Linked DNA regions of Rattus norvegicus: all the other regions are linked to region 2. Evidence: chromatin contacts called from public Hi-C data. All regions are on one chromosome and are shown on one strand. The core of a region is the stretch at or near the end of the contact, and the rest is flanking DNA. Distances in the headings are between cores, read along the strand shown.

Region 1 (2,700 bases), core at 98-2,597, 150 kb before region 2:
TTTCAATTTCATCAGACCAAAACTTGGTGAAAATTCAGGCACTTGTCTACAGTTACTCCGCATGGGAAAAACTGACAGTCCCAGCAACTGTAAACCCTATGTTTGTGTTGCCCAATCTGTCATTCAGTTTTCCACAGACTGGTGCAGTGGGGAGGGCTGGCAAGGGCTGGGGGCAGCAGAGTCAGGACTAACTAGCACCTGGGTAAAAGACCTTGAGCCTCTGCTCTTTCCATGGCCCCAAGTCATCTTAAGCCTTAAAAGAGCTCATCTGTATGTCCCCAAGGTGCCTGTCAACAAGATCATGCTATATGCATGATGATCCAGGAAAGGGCATCATTGAGTTTCAGTGAGAAACAAAATCAACTTCAGGGTGATTTTTCACTACTTTCTGTATAAAAACCACTACATAATTGTGGCCAGTGATTTTTCAAGAGGCCACCCTGAGAGGGGACGTGTACATTCAGTTCCACTCTTCACTTCCTTCAGCTTAGTCCTACTTAAGAGACTTAGATAAGCAGAGAACCAAGAGAATTCACTCTGTTTTTTGGATGAGAACAGACACAGGCAGGAAACTTGAGGTTTAATCTGCATTGGGACTTTTTAAAAATGAATATTTGGACTCAGTTTAATACACAACTTAATGTGTTTCCACCTTGAGATGATTGTGAACTACTGATCTATTTTTTACCCAAATCTATTTTTGATACTGCACACTGAAAACAAAACCACCTGACCCTCTTGTAAGAGGAAGCAAGAGGAGATGTGGGAAAAGACCTCAGTTCCATTCTCCCTTAGGCAATTTAGAAAACCTTGGGCTATAAAACTCAATGGAGCTTTCAAAGGGTGCCTTAACAACTCGCAGTCTACTGCATGGTGGTAGTGCAGCCTTTAATCCTAGCATTTGGGAGGCAGAGGCTGACAGACCTCTGAGTTTCAAGGTCAGTCTGGTCTCCAGAGTGAGTTCCAGGACAGCCAGGGTTACGCAGAGGAACCCTGTCTCAAAAAAAGGAAAGAAAAGAAAGAAAGAAAGAAGGGAAGAAAGAAAGAAAGAAGAAAAAGGAGCCTATAGCTAGAGGTTGGCACTGAGTCCAGTCACCCACCTAGAAGATGGTCACTATAAAACAGATGAGACAAACAAACCCAACCCTGGATTCCAGATCCCCTTACCTGAGTGAATCGTCGGACTAGGCACGTCTTTCCCACTCCAGCGTTGCCGATTAAAACAATTTTGAACAGGAAATCATAATCTTCCATACTCATTTACACAGCTGCAAGCAAACACAGACAACAGTAAGAGCCCAAGCTTCCCCAGAACTCAGGCTGCACCAGCCCCTGCGCCACAGGAACAAGAGGGCTAACTCATTTGCAGGGCAATTTAAGGCTCCTCTCTGGTGACGTAGCCAGCGAAAGAGGAACATAGGTGTTTGCTGGCAGATGGACTTCATTCTCCCCAGCTATCTCGTGCTACAGAAAGCAAATGATACCCAGTGTCCTTTCACCTGGTAACCTTCGCTCCTCCAAGCAGTCAGGTCACGGGTTTTCAAGTGATAACGTGTGTTTTTCCTTTTGTGTGGAAAGTCAATAGCCAGGCTAAATAACTAAGAGTGCAGACAAGTAGGGAGAGACAAGAGCCTTTCAGAGATTAAGACAGTTAATAGGCTTTGTGTTCCTCTTGGGGAAGAAAATGATAGCCACTGGGAAACCAGGAAAAGGGAGACAATCATAAAAGGCCCTTCGGTCTCATACAAGTTCTGTTCTTGGGGATCCTACTACTGGGCAATCATCTTGCCCTCCTCCCACTACCCCTTTTCTAGCTACCTGCTACCAGCCATGCTGGTGCTAAATGGCCTCTGATGGCACCTGACTTCTAATGGCCATGAGCTATATCCTCTCCTCAACTTGGGATGTCTTCCTACTGAAAGTCCAGTGCAAGCCTCTCATTGTCACTGAATCTTTCACTGGTCTTCAAATCGTGATAACTAGAAACTGACACGTTTCCACCATTCCTCCATCCCAGCACTTTGCTTGCTATGCACATTTACTTGTTCAAATGTCTGCCTTATCCTTAAGGAAAGGGACAATGGCTCTCACCTCTATTTCCTAGCCCTAGAACAGAGTCACACTTAGTAAATGTCTACTCTGTAGACTGAAAGAAGCAATTAAAGGGCATAGTGCTTAGATGTAGACATTTGCTTCTCCAGTTGTGCTAAGAAAAATGCTACCATTATGAAACTTAGAGGATGCTTGTCAAGATTAAAAACAGACAGAACAAAACAAAATGCCTCCCATAGAGCTTGGTGCTCACCAAGCCCCATTCTAATGAGAAAAAAGAATAACCTGACTGGTTCCTTTACCATTTATCTATCACCTAGAAACATCTGCCCCTAAAACCAACACGAGAGAGCTTAAATAACAACTACAAAGTAACAATCTCATCAGTCAGGAGGCTGAGGCAGGAGCAACGTCGACTTTGAAGCCAAACAGCTACATAAGGAAATTGTATCTCAAACAACAGACAGACAAGTTCAAGAATAATTCTAGCTAAGAGCTGAACATTATTGTGTCCTAGGCAGAACAAGCTGGATATACTCTGGAGGGAGAACAACAACCAGTGAGTCCTGGAGAGAAGGGTTCTAGGAAAGTGAGTGAGTGAGGAGACCTAAGCCTCAGTGACAACAGGACTGCAGGTAGAGAAGGCAA
Region 2 (2,807 bases), core at 181-2,680:
TCCCCTCTCTGAGGTACCTGTGGCCATGTATGGTCTGCTTGCTGGTCACATTCCATTTACCTTCTCTGCTCCGGATTCTTCCAGGTGCCATGGCAGGTCTCCCTCAAATCTACAATAAACGCCTTCCCTTCCGCCATATCATGGAGTGGACTTGTCATCAGTGTGTGTGTGTGTGTGTGTGTGGGTGTGTGGGTGTGAACTGTCCCTCCACAGCGCCTCATAATTCACTAAGGCTGTGACGAAAAAAACGATTTGCTTAGTGTGTCTTGGAAATAGATTATAGAAACCTAAGGTACTTTTTGATATGTCCTAGATGTATTTGAGACAGTCTTTCTGTGTGGCCTTTGCTTTCCTGGAACTCACTTTGTAGACCAGGCTGGCCTCGAAACCAGAGATCACTGTGCTTCTGCCTCTTTAGTGCTGGGAATATAATATATATATTTCTTTTTGAGATAGGGCCTCGTTATGTAGACCTGGTTGGATTGGAACTTGACATTTAGACTTGACTGTCTTTGAACTCCAAGAGATTCACCTTCCTCTGCCTCGTGAGGGCTGAGGTTCAAGGCCTGAGTCATTAAGCATGGCTCAGATATTATATGTATTCTAAGATCACTCGGAAGTGTAGCAGAATGGAGAGGGGAGTACTATTAGGCTCGGGGCTTGCTTTTACTATTGTGAATACCCTTCCAGAAATGTGACTTCTTCAAAAGATCTCCAACTCCTTTGGAAACGCCTTTCTCACATAGCACCTCTTAATAAAAGCATTTTTCCTGGGGACTCAACTCCTGCAAGCCTGTCTAGGTGCTTTTATGAGTATGGCTGTTTGCAGGAGTTACTCCAGTCTGGGTTCCGGGTAGGCCAGGCGTCTCCGCCCCCGCCTTAATGCCTGAGGGACAGCTGGCCCGACGAGCCCCGCCCAGGCTCCCGGGAGCATCTGAGACCCGGCGCCTGGCCTTGACTGGAGGCCTTCGCTGCTCCAGTTCACCCGTACCACGGCCCGCACCCCGGAGGCAGGCGGGAGGAAGACGATTGACCAGGCCGCCCAGTGTTTGGAGGAGTGCAAAGGAGAGAAGGAAGGGGCCTGGTGCAGCTTTCATAAACTGGTTGGGCCGGTCCACCGGAGCAGCCGTCCTCCACTGGCTTCCCTGGATGGGTTGTTATGGTAACAAATGACCGAACAGTCCCTTACGAATTGGCCAATGAGAACCGACCGTCCTTTGCACAGCGTCTCGGAGCAGGAGGTGTTGCGAAAGCCCAGTCTCGGCCGGGAAAGAAGGCGGCGCTTGGACGTATTGCGGAAGGGCCGGGGGCGGGGCCTGTGACACGCGCGGGCCAGCCAATCCCGCCTGGTGTTTCCAACGGCCCCGCCCCTTTACCGCACATTTCCCCTCCCCTAGTTCATTTCGCACGACGCAGCGGTTGGGAACACAGACATTTTCGGAGCTGGAGCCGCCACTGCCGCCGCCATTTTGTGTCTGTGGAGAAAGAAGCCCCGGCGGCGGCTGGAAGTAGACGGAGATTCCCCGTGAGGCTGCGGCGTTTCTTCCCCGAGGTTCCCCCTGGGTCGTCCCCCATCCCCCCTCCGCGGTCAGCATGTGGTGAAGCCGCAGCCGCCGGAGACCCGGGGAGCGAGGCCGAGGCGTCGGAAGGGAGGCGGGGTGTCGAGCGGCTTCAGCTTCGGCGGCGGCGGACCTCGGAGGGGGGCCGCGGCGCAATGTCAGAGCAGACGCCCGCCGAGGCCGGGGCTGCGGGGGCCCGGGAGGACGCCTGTCGGGATTATCAGTCGTCGCTGGAAGACCTGACCTTCAATAGCAAACCGCACATCAATATGCTGACCATTCTAGCCGAGGAGAACCTGCCCTTCGCCAAGGAGATCGTCTCTCTCATCGAGGCCCAAACCGCCAAGGTTTTTATACACCCCGCAGCCTCCTATTCTTCTAATACTCCTTGATTTTAGTGTCAGCCTCATCCCAGGTCTCGCTTCCATCCGAAGGGGGACGGAGTTCCTCCTTTCCAACCCCCCACCCCCGACTCGGGCTTGGTCTTTGGCCCCGGCTGGGAGCGTGGGCCTCTTTCGGGGAGGGAGCGGGGAGGATGCAGGGTGGAGCCCCATTTCCGCTTACCAACTCCCTATTTAGGCCACCTCTGAGTACGTCCCCACGCTCGCACGCATTGGGTTCAACCCTTTTCGGATGGGGGAATACTTAGAGACAGTTTGTGTTTTGGGAGCGAAAGAGTTAAAAACAAACCATCTTAAGCCCTTGGGAAGGTGGGGAGGGGCTTTCCCTCAGTGTCCTTTTTGGGGAATTGTGCTCTGTGGATTGGAAGGAGGTGAAGGGGGACCTGGGAGCGAGCTGTCGGTGGGTTGGGTATAGGGAATTGGCCCCGAGTGGAGCAGCGGCCTGTTAGCTCAACATGGCGCCTGCAAAGCACATGATGCGAAAGGGAAGAGAGGAGAAACCGTTCCCTGCCAGCCAGGCAGCTGCTCGCACCCGTCAACCCCATTTTGGGGTGGGGGCTGTTAGATCAAACTTTTATTCTCCTCTCGGAGGGTCTAATTTTGCCCCAGTGGTAGGGAAATTGGGCCGAGGGTGGGGTTTGGGCGTGTGGGGGGAGATCTTATCCAACCTGTAGGTGGAGAATTGGCCCAGTGGGTAACAAATACTTGGAGTTTCTTTGAAAATTTCAGTCCCTCCTTTCCTATTCTCTTTTTCTCCCTCCCCTGATAGTGAAGGCTTGCTTTTCTTCACCCCTTGACCGAAGTGGTCCTTTGCTACCTTCTGTTTTCCCTCTGGTCTTCCTTTTCT
Region 3 (2,860 bases), core at 307-2,806, 210 kb before region 2:
GCCAAGGTAAAAAAAAAAAAAAAGTTCAAATTGAGGCATTTTCTGAGATGAAGTGGTAAAAATATGTATCCTGGACGTCCAGAACTGGAGGAATAGATTTCTCGCGGTCTCTGATGGGGAACACTCGAATAACTAAGGCTTAAAGCTACCCTCCAGAAAAGGTGAACTAAAACTAAATCAAGTCCTAAGTATCAGAGTTTGAATTTTGGAGTGGGCAGCGGTGCTTCATCAAGCTGTAACAGCCAAGCAAGGTACCGGCGAGCGATTGGGACCAGAGACCTAGAACCCTTACTCCCCAGCCTCCGCTTACCTTCTGTTGGAAGTAATGAACTGAGTAGCTACTGGGTACAGCAGGGTCGGGTGTGTTAGTTGACAAGTGCGGGCTGCCGAGGGTCTTTAGCCTAGGCCGGATGGTTGTGGCGGCCCCGAGTGATAGAAAAGGCAGGAGCAGGAGAGCCCAGCAGCCCATGGCTCAGGACAGCAGCCACAGTGTGGGCGGCTAAAGAAAGAGAGCCACCCGCAGAAAAGCACTACTAAGCCAGGCCCAGCTCGTAGCTCCGCCCGCTGCAGACCAGCTCCTCCCTCGGGAAACCTAAAACCAGGCGGCCCCTGGTCTCAAAGGCGTTGCCTCCACCCTTGCCACTTGCCATCCTCCTTCTCCCCGCCCACCTCCACTGAGGTCACACTCTACGTCGGCCTTTACTACGCAGGGTTTTTTGCCTCATCCTTATCTATGGCTCCCCAAGCCCTATCGCCTCTCTAGGTTATGTCATATCTCTGCCTTTATTGTCACCATCACACTGTCCCCGCAACCTCAGTCCCACGGTAACAACACCGGGCGGGAGGAGGAGGGAGGAAGAGAGAGTCTATTGTCACCAGGCATGACGGCACACACGTGACCCTCCCTCAACCAAAACAGCAACCTTTCAGTGTTTGCCTCTCTACTTAGATGAGGAAACAAGTAGAGGGACTCGATCCTAGGTCCCTCAAGTAGCAGGAAATGGAGCGAGGGTCACAGAGCGCCCTGTTCCCTTGTAGGCTGTTCGGGCTCTTCCACTCCGCTGCTCCCGCCTAACCAGCCCCATGTTATTCAGTTCTCGGGTCACCCCATCCGCCGCATTGCTCGCACGACCCGTCCTTTCTGTGGCCGCTGAGTCTTTCGTGCAGACCAAACATTCCCTCAACCCGGATAATCCATCCAGGCTCCGCGATGGCGACTCCCTGTTGTAGTCAACAGCGCCCCCTCCTGTCCAGCCCGCGGCGCCAACTTTCACGGCTCCAACGCCCTCGGCGTTCGTCTGAGGGGTGCAGCCACCCCTTCCCACGCCTCGAGCCTTCCCGGCTTCCCCCGCACTTCGTTGAGAGAACTACCGCTCCACCAGTCGAAGAAGAACGTCTCTCAAAACCCACAGCTACCCCTGGCTTGACAAGGAGGGTCGCTTGCCGGGGTTATAAGCGACACGCCCTGCGGAGCATTTTCTGATTGGCTCTCCTTAAAGACCGTCAAGACGACATTTCCGGCGGAAGAGGACGCGGGAGATTCGATTGCGAGCGTTTGGAGAGCGGCTGTCCGGGAGGCCGGAGTTCCTTCATGGTTGCCCGGGCTTGCCTGGGTCCTTTGCTTCAGGTGAGAAGCTGAAGAAAGGAATTCTTGGGGGGCTCTAGGTAGAGAGACTGCTGACGAGGCACTGTAACCTTGAGCTCCATTTGGATTTATTTCAAGACTCTTGGCCGTAAAAGCCGGATACGACGTTAAACGAGAGAGTCAATCCTTTTCACGTTCTTTAGTGAATGTTTACACTTTACGGTTGCTGCAGAGCCCCAGAAAGGAAAAGGCTCGACTTTAAACTGGGACATAAAAATATGTCATCAGACTACTGTGCGGAATATTGCCAGTTGCTGGCAAAGATGCTTTGTTTTGCTTTTTCAGATTACTCTGATTGCCCAGAAAAAGTATTTTACCGAATAATGCACGCAATCCAGAAACTGAAGCTTTTCTATTTTCCTTGATCTCTCGAATCCACATCTAAGATGAAAATTCAAGCCCCACTGAACACTGCCACTACCATAATCTAACCTGTGACTGTTGTATGCTGTGACAGTAGCCTTCAGCTGTTTCCCCTGTTTATCCATTCTCCATAAGACCAGGCAGATAGGTGAAAATTTTTGACCAAGATACTCACCATTTATCTTGTTTTAGATGCTTCTATTTTCCCGATGTTTTAAGTCCAAATTCCTTAAGGTAGGTTAAAAAGCTCTTTGGCCTTGCTTGCCTCTCCAACCTGCACTTACACACCCTCTCGGGGTAGGAGATAAAACCCAGGATATCACACACACTGTTCATGACATACTGAATTATCCCCAACCCCAGGTTATCTTGTATATTCCTCAAAGGCACCATCCTCTCAACCTCCAAAACTTCTTTTTATCCTGACTCATTAGTGATTTCTTAGTTTGCAAAGCCTTTCTGGTTTGGTTTGGTTTGTTTTATGTGTGTGAGTTAAGAGAACAGGATTTTGAACTTCTGATCATCCAGCCTCTATCTTCCAAGTGCTAGATTTATAGTTACGTTCCACCAAGGCTGACTTTGAAAGCATTTTTAAAAGCATCTTAAATTTAAAGCATTTTTTGACCTTTTAAAACTGGATCACAGAGCACTCTGTCATTTTTTTTATTCATTCCTCAGATAAAATTTTAAGTGCCTCCCATTATGCCAAGAAGGGCCAGGTTTTGGATGACTTCAATTACCAATAGAGACTGCTGTCCTAGGGTAAGTACCCCTCTGCCCCCTTTTTGGATAGAATTAAACAGAATAGCAAAATTGAGTATGGAGACCTATATTGATAACCTTAGCACTCTG

What was found. Hi-C and Micro-C count contacts between places; a contact is called where the count stands out from the background.
Region 1: a Hi-C map of hepatocytes shows a contact between it and region 2, with 1.9 times the contacts expected there. The contact joins the promoter of Rab30 here to the promoter of Pcf11 in region 2. A contact is called at or near these places in 7 of 12 Hi-C or Micro-C datasets (Schwann cells, frontal cortex, hepatocytes and 3 more) and 1 of 1 datasets of contacts at active chromatin or transcription factors (oligodendrocytes).
Region 3: a contact with region 2 is called in a Hi-C map of mammary epithelial cells, with 2.7 times the contacts expected there. The contact joins the promoter of Ddias here to the promoter of Pcf11 in region 2.

The regions. Positions count from the first base shown.
Region 1 is chr1:156,287,608-156,290,307 of GRCr8, reverse strand. It overlaps Rab30 (RAB30, member RAS oncogene family), which reads right to left and starts at 1,347. Exons shown (of 4, transcript NM_001399389.1): 1 at 1,168-1,347. The coding sequence starts at 1,260.
Region 2 is chr1:156,134,589-156,137,395 of GRCr8, reverse strand. It overlaps Pcf11 (PCF11 cleavage and polyadenylation factor subunit), which reads left to right and starts at 1,430. Exons shown (of 16, transcript NM_001427432.1): 1 at 1,430-1,906. The coding sequence starts at 1,715. It also overlaps the pseudogene Pank1-ps1.
Region 3 is chr1:156,341,565-156,344,424 of GRCr8, reverse strand. Ddias (DNA damage-induced apoptosis suppressor) reads left to right here and starts at 1,556. Exons shown (of 6, transcript NM_001126294.1): 1 at 1,556-1,627; 2 at 2,687-2,770. Prcp (prolylcarboxypeptidase) reads right to left here and starts at 531. Exons shown (of 9, transcript NM_001106281.3): 1 at 311-531. The coding sequence starts at 469.